Linked DNA regions of Zea mays: region 1 is linked to region 2. The links are chromatin contacts, called in public Hi-C maps. All regions are on one chromosome and are shown on one strand. Each heading gives the region's core, a stretch centred on a gene start, on an enhancer-like site or on the middle of the called end of the contact. The rest is flanking DNA. Distances are from core to core; before and after follow the strand shown. Region 1 holds the start of LOC100216707 (Late embryogenesis abundant (LEA) hydroxyproline-rich glycoprotein family). Region 2 holds the start of LOC103643844 (chloride channel protein CLC-d).

Region 1 (5,418 bases), core at 1,156-3,655, 150 kb after region 2:
AGCATCCGCACAAGTGTCCTACTATATGTTATTGTGTCCTGATACTTGAGACTTTTATTATGACTATGTATGAGATATTATCTCTTATTAGTACCGAATGAGATGTGTCTTATTATGACTATGGATGAGACTTTTGTGATGTAGTTGATAAGACTATGGATTTAAATATTGTTATGTGATTGTGTGTGAGATGTTTTATGTGAAAATATGTTGTGTTATATATTTGTTATGATGTGGAATGTGGTGTAAAATAAAAATAAACAACATTTGTAATGCTGGTCAAATTAACTTCCTAGAGGCTTATTGGGTCGTAGGAAGTTAGCCAGCTAACTTCCTAGGTGCTACAGTCAGTCGTAGGAAGTTAGCCAGCTAACTTCCTAGGGCTACAGTCAGCCGTAGGAAGTTGGTCGTAGGAAGTTAGTCAGCTGACGGCGTGAAGCTATTAACTGAACCTACTAACTTCCGAGAGGCTTCTTTGGCTGTAGGAAGTTAGCTAACTTTCTAGAGGGCTCTAGCAAGTTAAGCTAACTTCCGACAAAAAATTTTCGAGAGCCAAACTTCTGACGGGATGGCTTAACTTCCGAGAGTTTAGCTAACTTCCTAGAGTTTAGGGCTAACTTCCTAGGGTTTAGGCTCTAGGAAGTTCACTATTTTGGTGTAGTGTCGGACGGACTTCCGCCTTGTCCGAGCCCGGTTCAGCCCTCGATACCTATGACGGAGGTCGCCACCAACATCATCAGATACAGTGAGGTACGTGACCGAGCCCTCGACCTCAGCCTCGGCTCTCAGCAGAAAACAAGCGGGCACAAGTCAATCAATGACCAAACAACATGCTCCTTGGGAGGAATTAAAGGGACAAGTACTAGTAGATGAAGATGAAGAACTAAAAAAATTACCATAATCTAATTTATGCACGCCAAGTCATACCACCGTGAAAAACTATCTCCACGTGACCAATCTTCTCCATTTTTTGGTTTGCAAAGACAATTTCTATATTGATTAAAGTTCAATACCAATAACACTAATATGAGCTCACTGTGATGTCTGCCCGCTCCACATCGCGCCAGAGGTCTCGTTCGTGCCCATCGGGCTGCTCGACATGTTCAACGCCGACGACGTCGTCAAGGAGTGCGTCGTGACCAGCGGTGTTGGCGGCAGGGCCATGGTGCTCAGGGTTCGTCGGTGCAGCCTGTTCAGCGCCTACTACTCGTGGGAGCCGGCGAGGTGCCTGGACTCGGCGAAAGTGGAGTTCAGCTATGATGCTGACACCAACGTTGTGTTCATAGACCTGCCCGTGTCGGAGCAGGAGTTGTACCAGTAGACACTGGAGATTGTGGTGTAGGCCGTGCCGCGCGTGCGCGGGCGCCGACATCAGCGCTTGTCTTCGCGTCTGAGCCATTCTGAGCGAGACGATCATTGCCATTTATGATGTGCATGAGAGATGTATTGTGGTTTCTCGCTGTATAATTGGTATGGAGAGAGTTTATTTTACTATGTCCATATTTATATACTCTGTGTGATATGAGTGTTGTGTAATACTGGATAATAGAGGATGATGCTCCCTCAATAGGATTCTCTTCTATAAACAATTAATAGAAATCTAATCTTCTTTATTTCGATATTGTATTATCAACTTAGAATTTGCCTATTTCGATTAACTGTGACATTGAGCTAAATTTTGTTTGTTAGAAATTGCAGACTTCGATATTTATTATGATTGTTAAGTTGATTCTTGATAGCATCACTAAATAATGATCTATGTGTTTATAAGTGTTACCCATTACAACGCGCAGACATATACATAGTAATCATAAGCTAAAACAAACAACCTTTGAAACCAAACACTCCTTTAAATTATGTTTGGATACTCTATTATTTAGTCCAATATATATGAGTTGAGGTGGATTTTAGTGTAAATTAGTTTAATTTACATACCAAACTCTCTCAACTCATATATATTGCGGTGAGTACTAGAGCATGCAAACAAGCCTTACTACGTGGAACTTATAACCAAACACCCCCGCAACTTCCAATCAACCGCTTTGGGGCCTGTTTGGTTAAGCTTTTTTCTGAACAGCTTTTTTGAGAATCCGGCTGTAGAGAGAATCTGGCTGTGAGAAAAATCTGAGTATCATGGGGATTACGTGAAGAGGAAGATAAAGTAGTTCAAATGTTTCAGGATCTAGAAAGCGATGAATTCCTACTATCGCGACGACTCAACCGATTTTGTATTCATGTTGATTTTAGACGGTTTTTACCAAAATGATTCTTATAGAAGCGGGCTGAAAAGCTGGAGTGTTTAGCAGTTCGCAAGAGCTTTTGGTGGCCAGAAGTTGAAAAAAGCCCAAACAAACGGGGCCTTGGTCCCCTTCCAAGCTACGGTATAGGGTATACGCACCATCATCACCAGTTCAGTCCACCGTTCCGCCGGCCCGCCCGTACCCGCCTGCGCCTACACATCGCTGCTCCAGGTCCCCATGGCGAAGACTACGCAACCCACCGCGGGGATGCGGGATCCCCTGCTCCCCACCTCCACCGCCGCCTCACCGCCGCCCTACCTCGACCCGCATCCCGCCGACTCCTACACCTACACGGTCTTCCTTGTCCCCGTTCGCCTCCGCCGCGGCCTCTGTCGCGGCGGCCGTTGCATCGTCCCCTGCCTCACCGTTCTCTTCCTCCTCGCGCTCGCGGGCTTCCTCCTCTGGCCCGCGGACCCGGACATCTCCCTGGCCCGCCTCCACCTAGCGCACGTCTCCGTCGTGGCACGCCCTGCCGTCGCCGTCACTATATCCGCCACGCTCAAGGTTCGCGTTCGCAATCCTGACCTCTTCGCGCTCGACTACACCCGCCTCGACGTCGCTATCGGCTACCGCGGTGCGGGGCTTGGCCGGGTAACATCCGGCGGCGGACGGGTCCGGGCGCGCGCTGTCTCGTACGTCGACGCCAACCTGCAGCTCGACGGCATACGCGTCGTCGAGGACGCGATGTACCTGCTCGAGGACCTCGCGCAAGGATCCGTGCCCTTCGACACCATCGCCGAGGTCGAGGGCCACCTCCACTTCCTTTTCCTCAGCATCCCGGTCAAGGTGAATGGTTCGTTTCTTGTTTTTTATATTGTTATATATGCAGATCTCATGAATTGAATTATAAACTGTATCAGTTTTCGGACTTAGACGCGTCTTGTCTTTTTCCATGGTATTGCGAAAGCCCATATGACTACGTCTCTACGACGTTAAATTTGGTAGGGTATTGACGTGAGGTGAAGCATTTTTGGAATTTTCACTGCCGACAAGAGTTTACTATTACCCGCATAATTTATCTGATATGATTGTTAAGGTGTAAGGTCCATACAATGGCTAGTGCATTATAAAGAAAAACAACACAGAACAATGCAGAAAAAAAGAGAGGAGAGAAGACCTACTCAATCTTCTTGCATTGATCTAGATATCTTTCATCTGTCAGACATGGTATGGCCATCATATTCAGAACATTCATGGTGTAATGTTAGCAGGATACATGCTCGAATTCTCTCATTCATGATTCACTAAATGATATATTTGTTTTTTTATATCTGCAAAAGGACATAATGAGACATGTCTTAAATACTTAGCATTTAGCTTCCATTTTGATTCATTGTTACTTCTACCATGATCAGTGACAAGTTACCTCCTGTATGCAGATATCATTTTTCTATAAAACTTTGATTCAAGATGTAACAGTGATTTAGTATGTTGCCTCTCTAAGAATGCATTGTATCAAACATATCCTTTGTTTGACTTCTTTTTACGAATTTGAAACAAATTGTTATCCTTTTATTATGAAGGCGTTGACTTCTGTTTGAATTTTCTATTTCCATGATTAATCCTTGGCTGAAGTGATTGATTTACAGTTATAAATTACAATCATCAAGGGGCACCTAGTAAGAGGGAGAGTAGTGATAGATCTAAAAACACATAAAAAGAATACTTTTGACAACATTTCACATGTTCCTTGTGGCTGTAACTGTTATCATTTCTCTCTTCCTGGACTTGAAAGTTTAATGTACCCTTCCTGGTACCACTTCGGATTTATGGAACTATTGGCATGGAGGCTGCATTGCTTTAGTATTTTTATTTTTCATGCCCAAATGAAGGTTTTCTGCTCGAAGGAAAAGACAGTTTTAGTTAATGAAATCTGTTGCTTGCACTTTCCACTTCTATACCTCTTGCATCATTTTGTCATTCTGTAACTTAGGAAAACCATCGTCTCATTGAACAAATAAAACAGTGTAGCATGCATTTGTTTTTCCTAATCCTGCTGCATGGATAACAAAGTGAAGTTCTAAAGTCAAGATAGTCTAAAAGGATATTATAGTTGAGGCCTTGAGGGAGTTCTCAAAGTCTGCATGAACCAATCAAAACATTTCAATACGATATATTGATTGTGGATAGTCCTACCAGCCCTGCTGGCACGTTTTCATTACAAAACCTTGATGGAGCAACTACCCTTTTCCCCATCCCCTTATCACCTAACAATCTCACCGTCAAGTGTCTGGTACTCTGGTTATCCAACGCATAAAAAAACAATGTCTTGTGTTCTCTATAGTATAGGAAATCAGGGAAAGTTCTCCTAATGTTAGCCTGCCTTTGGGTTTTCCAGAAAGCTACCTTTCTTCTGGCAATGATAAGGTGCTAGTTTGTCACCTTAAACCTTTCCAGTTTGTCGCCAAGTCCAGTCAGGTTGTTATTTTCAGTTTTTCTCCTTCGTTGCCATAAAGCTAGAGACGCTTAAGCTTCAATGTGGCATCTACTCATCACATGCCCTGTTTGATGTTCACAGAAAGTTCTTTCTCCTTGTTCTGTAAAGATATGTTTGGTACTCGACTACTGGTGAAAGTAATTTGTTTAATTCCTTGATGAGCTATCTGCTATAGTAAAATATGAAGTGACCATCTTAATTTGTTAAGTGATGCCTTAAGCAATGTTGATGGATATAAGTAATGCCAAGTGCCCAAGTTGCCTACTGGCTTTGGTTTTTTTGCATTTGGATATAGTTGTTTTGGCATATAGCTGCTACAAGAGGTCATAGTTATTTTAGCCATGAAACAACAAATCTTCCTTTTTTTTCTCTCCCCTAGAATATTGTTGGAGGATTAGGCTGCAGAGGAGCAGGTGATATTTATAAGCCTATGTATAATTCTGTGACATGGTTAGTTTTGGCTCACTGATTAATGGGACTGAGGACCAGTGCAAAGTTTTCATTGTGGAATCTCCATGGCAGTAGGCCTTGTTCATCATTTTTATGGGAAAATTGCAAATATCCTAGAAATTTGAAAAAATTTCAACTTTCCATTCTACCCCTTTTTTTGTTTCACGTGCTAGAACAGTAGTTCTGTGTGTATTTGCGATACAACAGCGGTGGTTTAGGAGGTGTTTGATT
Region 2 (5,256 bases), core at 643-3,142:
TACAAATGACCAGATAGCAGATGGTTTTACAAAAGCTCTGACGAAGAAGAAGATGGATCTGTTCAGAGACAATCTTAACTTATGCAAGTTATGATTGAGGGGGATGTTAGATAATATTAACAATGTATCTGTAAAGTAAGGAAAGGGTGATGCGCCTGTGCAAAGATAGGAAAGGATCTGTTCAGTTAGGAAAGGATCTGTTCAGTTATAGATATAATCTGAGGCAATCAATCAGATCTGTTATAGATAGAATCCAATCAATCATAATCTGTTTTGATTGATTTGATTGATTGCTGGCGCCAGCCCCTTTGTAATCTGATGATGGTATTCCATCTCCTATAAATACATACAGGCGGTCTACTACGGTAGGTAAAAAACGCTTCCCAACCTGGTGTTCTTTCAGGCAGGACTGTGTTGCGCAGGCTAGCGCGCGAGGCCAAGCGAGTGCTCAAGACGAGCTGCATGCCTGCGCAGGCTATCTGTGTGATTTATTGTTGATGAAAGCAACTCAAAAAATTGATGAATTGATCACTGAGACGAAGATCTATCATTTCCTTAATTAGATAACCGCTTGTTTAAGTCAATTTTACTTTAAATTGTAATTATTGCATTCAAATGAAGTTCACATTACCATTATCTACGCATTTGCATGATTTATTTTTTTAGCCAATATAAATGATTTTTAGTGTTATATCCAGCCCCATCGCCTTATCCCATTCCGCCTAGAACATGAGGACATCTGATCCTTCTATACAGCTAATTTTACCATGGCTTTTCCGTGTTATGCACTTTCAGTTCAAAAATACCATAGTAGGTTTTTTTGTTGCGTTGCATATTTTGTATCTGACTGACATATGTCACATGTAGCATTAGTTGTAACAAAAAGAACCAAAATCCGAAACTCAGGCCTTGTACGTTTACCCTCTAGATTATATAATCCAACTTAAATAAGTTGAGAGGTAAACAAACAACACAGATTATCAGATGGATTATGTAATCTAGATACCTAGAATCTAGATTATGATAATCCATAAGCGATCAATAGATGCTTATATAATCCATAAGCTGGGTTATATAATCCTGAAAGAAAACAAACAGGGCCTCAGTTGAACGAGACACATCTGAACTACATTTCATGTAATTAGGCTCGCAGTTTAAGTGATTTATTATATCAGCGAGATAAACAGTTCCCAGTGATACATAAGTGTAATCAAGCAAGTAAACAACAGCTCTGGGGAAAACAGATTTAAGGAAATGTGTCGGTCAAATAAAGCTCCAGCTACTTGGATTAAGATTGCTGCACTAAGCTCATAGAACCAGAGTCCAGACAAATGGCTAACTATAACATGACAAGGATCAAACAGAGTGCTCACCAACGCCGATCAGCAGAGCGAACAGCCACTTGAGCATGACGTAGTAGGGCACCCAGAACTTGCTCCGCTGCGCCTGCGCCGACCCAGCAACACAAAAAACTAAGCTGACCGCACACCAAAACCACACGCTCTCGAGTCGAGGACAATAGCAGCGGATGGGCTGGGGCGGCGGATACCTGCTCCTCCCGGTACGCGTAGTTCTCGATGACCTCGTAGTCGAGGCTCTCTATGGCAGCGCCCGATAAGAGTTCGTCGTCCGCGGCCTCGGAAGTGGAGGGGCCCGCCCCCTCCCCGTCGGCGGTGGGGAGGCGCGTCCACGCGAGCCGCGCCATCCCGATGCCGTCGGGAACGTCGTGGTCGACGCCGGAGAGCATCGGATCGGGATGCGGCGGCGCCGGATCCCGACCTTGACGCACGCTCGATCGGGGTAGGGAAAGGGTTGCTGCGAGACTGGCCGGGAAAGCTTGAGAACCAAGAGTTCGTCAAGTTGGTCCCGTGAATTTGTGGCGTGGTTAGGTTCTGTTTTTTAATTTTACCATTCCAATTTATAATTTTATAATTCGTTTAAATTTTTTAACCTAAATTTGATCGGCTTGTATTGTTCAAAAATAAACTTATATTTATTATTAATTTTTACTATATACTGTTTATCATATAATATATTTAAAATATGGCTTTGAATTTTTCATATTTTTCATAAAAAAATAAATAAGACGAGTCCATCATACTTGACACAAAAAATCAAACGAATTATAATTTAGGACAGATAGAGTACAAAAAAATGGTGTGGTTAACGGTCCATAGAGTATTTTTAAAATTTCTAAACAATTATAATTATAAAAAAAATATGATATTTTATAGTCACGTAATTTTAATTGTATTTCTGATAACCAAGTTTTAGAAACCTTTAGATACCAAGATATTTTTAAAGTATTTAAACTTCACTTTAACTCAAAATTTTCACAATATAACTAGCTTTTGTCTAAATATCATGGTTTATAACGTTGTATTTAAATAGCAAATGACTAGTTTTTGTCTAGATATCACGGTTTATGTTGTATCTAACTAAAATTATGGTATTATCATTATAATTACAAAATATGATATTATATGGTCTGTTGAATAGCTCCTGAATCTATAAGACTATCTTCAGCAGATTCTCTATTCCACTCTCTATTTCACTTCATATTTTAAACTCTATTTTGCAAAAAATGTAATCTACACGGCCCTTTATATGGTCTGTTGAAGATGACCTAACCAATAAGTTGTGTATATAGTCATGTAAAATATTTGCATTGTAGAAGGTATTATTTATAAAATCTATACTACTATATTAATAGTCTAATGTGGGCACTGGTGGTACCAGTCTTCACCTCCCCACGCCCAGCACCCGCAAAAAATAGTAGCACTTGAACTCACACCCCTCTGCTCTAAAAATTTAGGGCTAACTACTGGATCACACGTACTTTAGTGTTTAGATATAAACAAAAATTATATTTGTAGTCTAGACGTCGCTCCTCACACTCCCGTGCCTCGTGGCAACGTACGGGTATATAGTTTGAAATATGTAGGACATAAGAGATGAGCCATTGGCGCTCGATCGTCGAGGCTAGTGGTAGGCTGATAGCCTGGCTAGGGAGCATGGCTGGCGTGGCTAGGGCTGGGCAAAAAACCCGTAACCCGAACTTAAACCTGAAATACCCAAAACCCAAATTTTATTCGGTGATTTCAGGTAGCAACTTGCAAAACCCGAATCTATTTCGGGTAATTCGGGGTATCACAACCGGGTACCCGAATTATCCGAACTCTCATGTGTCATGTACTCATGTCATGCTTAATTATTATTTTGTACATCTATAGTTATGTGTAAGTGTGTATAACTTGTGATTGTAGATTGCTTGTGTCTTATATGTCCATTTATATCATTATTCAGACTGTATTTTTATACTAATTTAATAGGGTGTATGTGTTTTTATAAAGCCGACACAACAATTCGGGTAGTTCGGGAATACCCGGACCAGAACCCGAAATTCCGGGTAACCGAATTTTCGGGTATTATAAAACCCGTTGTAATTTCGAGTATCGATTCTCAAAACCCGAAATTTTAATAAATACTCGAATTAACCGACCCGAATTTTTCGGGTAACCCGAACGCCCACCCCTAGGTGTGGCGCTCGAATCTGAGCCGAAGCCCACCACTGGGCTATTAGAGCAAGCATAATAAAAGGCTATAAACTGGCTAAATAATGAGATGGAGAAGAGAGGAGAAGCGGACTATAAATTTACATATGGCTTTGACACAAAAACGAAGGAGCTTTATGAGAGATAACATACCGAAGAGCTAACTATTATATAGATAGGCTAAATGACACGCTACAAGCAATGGCAGATCCAGAATTAGACTAAGGCCCCGTTTGTTTCGTTGGAATTGAATTCTATTTTAACAATTATAATTTAGACAAAACTAATTAAGTTCATATATTTATATATATAATATATTTGTATATTAACCTGAATTATATGAGAGAGATAGTTATATACTACATTTATGTTATAGCGAAGCAATTAGAAGAGTGTGCCATAAGTTGTACATCGAAAAAATAGCATGTAAATCTATAAAATCAATTTCATCTCTCACCCCATGAATTTGAGATAGGATTATATGATACCTTTGAAAAGTGGTGAAATGTCACATTCTAAGAGTGTCGGCTTATTTCAGTAAGAGTGTGGGTTTTTGGCCGACACTGTTTGCCTTTTTTCTTGTAGTGTTAGTAAGATTTCAATTCCTTAAAATAAAAGAAAACAAAGGCTGGTTTTATTATTGGTGCAAACAACACAAAACGGTAGAGGGACTCATTTTTTAACTTCCTCTTCCCTTCTTACGATCCACCTCTTTCTCCAATAGAGCAAGGGGTTATTTTTTCTCTTAGGGCTGATTTGGTGGTAAGGGTTCCCAAAGGGATCTATAGGAGAGAAATCCTCTTGCAATTCAATTTTGAATAACAAGGGAATTCCTCTCTCATGGATCTCCTTAGGATTCCTTAGCACCAAATTAGCCCTTATTGTTTCTTTTTTCCCCTACAACTTTCACCTCTACATCTACATCGATGAAATTTATAGTTGTAGGGGAGCTGGAGCCCTCAGCCCCTTCAGATCCGCCATGGCTCAGCAAGTGTTTTTCTTATTAAAATTGCTCTTATACTGCACCACGTAGGATCGATGGCGAGACGTGCACATGGGCACATGGCCACCAGAGCACGTGGTCGTGGTCGTCGTTTTGACTTGTGAAGAGTGGCTGCGACACGGCCCAAAGTCCAATTGAGTTCCCCAAAAGCGAAAAGGATTTGTGCCCGCGGAGATGTTGCGAGTTGAGAGCGTAGTTTTCTTCTCCGGAAAAGAAATTACTACTCTATAAAGCATGACGCAAACGGGCGCTGGCATTCATCCACGTCTGCTGAAAAAAAAATATCGTGCGCAAGATGATCCATCAACGGACGACGTTGCCTCTCAGTTTGCCCGTGAATCATATTCATCCGATGCAATTTGAACGGCCTCCCTTTCTTGAAGCGTTGGTCTCTGCGTCCAGAGCCTTCCAGTTACTACTATACAATACAAAGCGGGACTCGCTGTGTCCACGTCGTCTCTTTATCTTCCGGCCATAGGATCAGTTTTTAACGGATACGAAGCAGCTGGCCTTACAGCGACTCGACATGTCTCGATTTTTCCAGAAGCCGAAGCGACTCGACATGCTTTCCAAGGAATCCAAAGGAGCCATGACCTGCTTGAGTCTAGAGTCCAGACTCCAGAGTCCCCCGCGCAGGCAGAGAGCCACGGCGGCGGCAGCGGCGGCTCGGCTGCTTATCCCAAGCACCCCGGGGCGACG

Evidence for each region. A called contact is a pair of places that touch in the nucleus more often than the background predicts.
Region 1: a Hi-C map of leaf shows a contact between it and region 2, with 8 times the contacts expected there. The contact joins the promoter of LOC100216707 here to the promoter of LOC103643844 in region 2. A contact is called at or near these places in 3 of 25 Hi-C or Micro-C datasets (ear and leaf).

The regions. Positions count from the first base shown.
Region 1 is chr1:270,029,522-270,034,939 of Zm-B73-REFERENCE-NAM-5.0, forward strand. LOC100216707 (Late embryogenesis abundant (LEA) hydroxyproline-rich glycoprotein family) reads left to right here and starts at 2,406. Exons shown (of 1, transcript NM_001143112.1): 1 at 2,406-3,813. The coding sequence starts at 2,478. The coding sequence ends at 3,143.
Region 2 is chr1:269,880,818-269,886,073 of Zm-B73-REFERENCE-NAM-5.0, forward strand. LOC103643844 (chloride channel protein CLC-d) reads right to left here and starts at 1,893. Exons shown (of 23, transcript XM_008667011.3): 1 at 1,550-1,893; 2 at 1,374-1,446. The coding sequence starts at 1,747.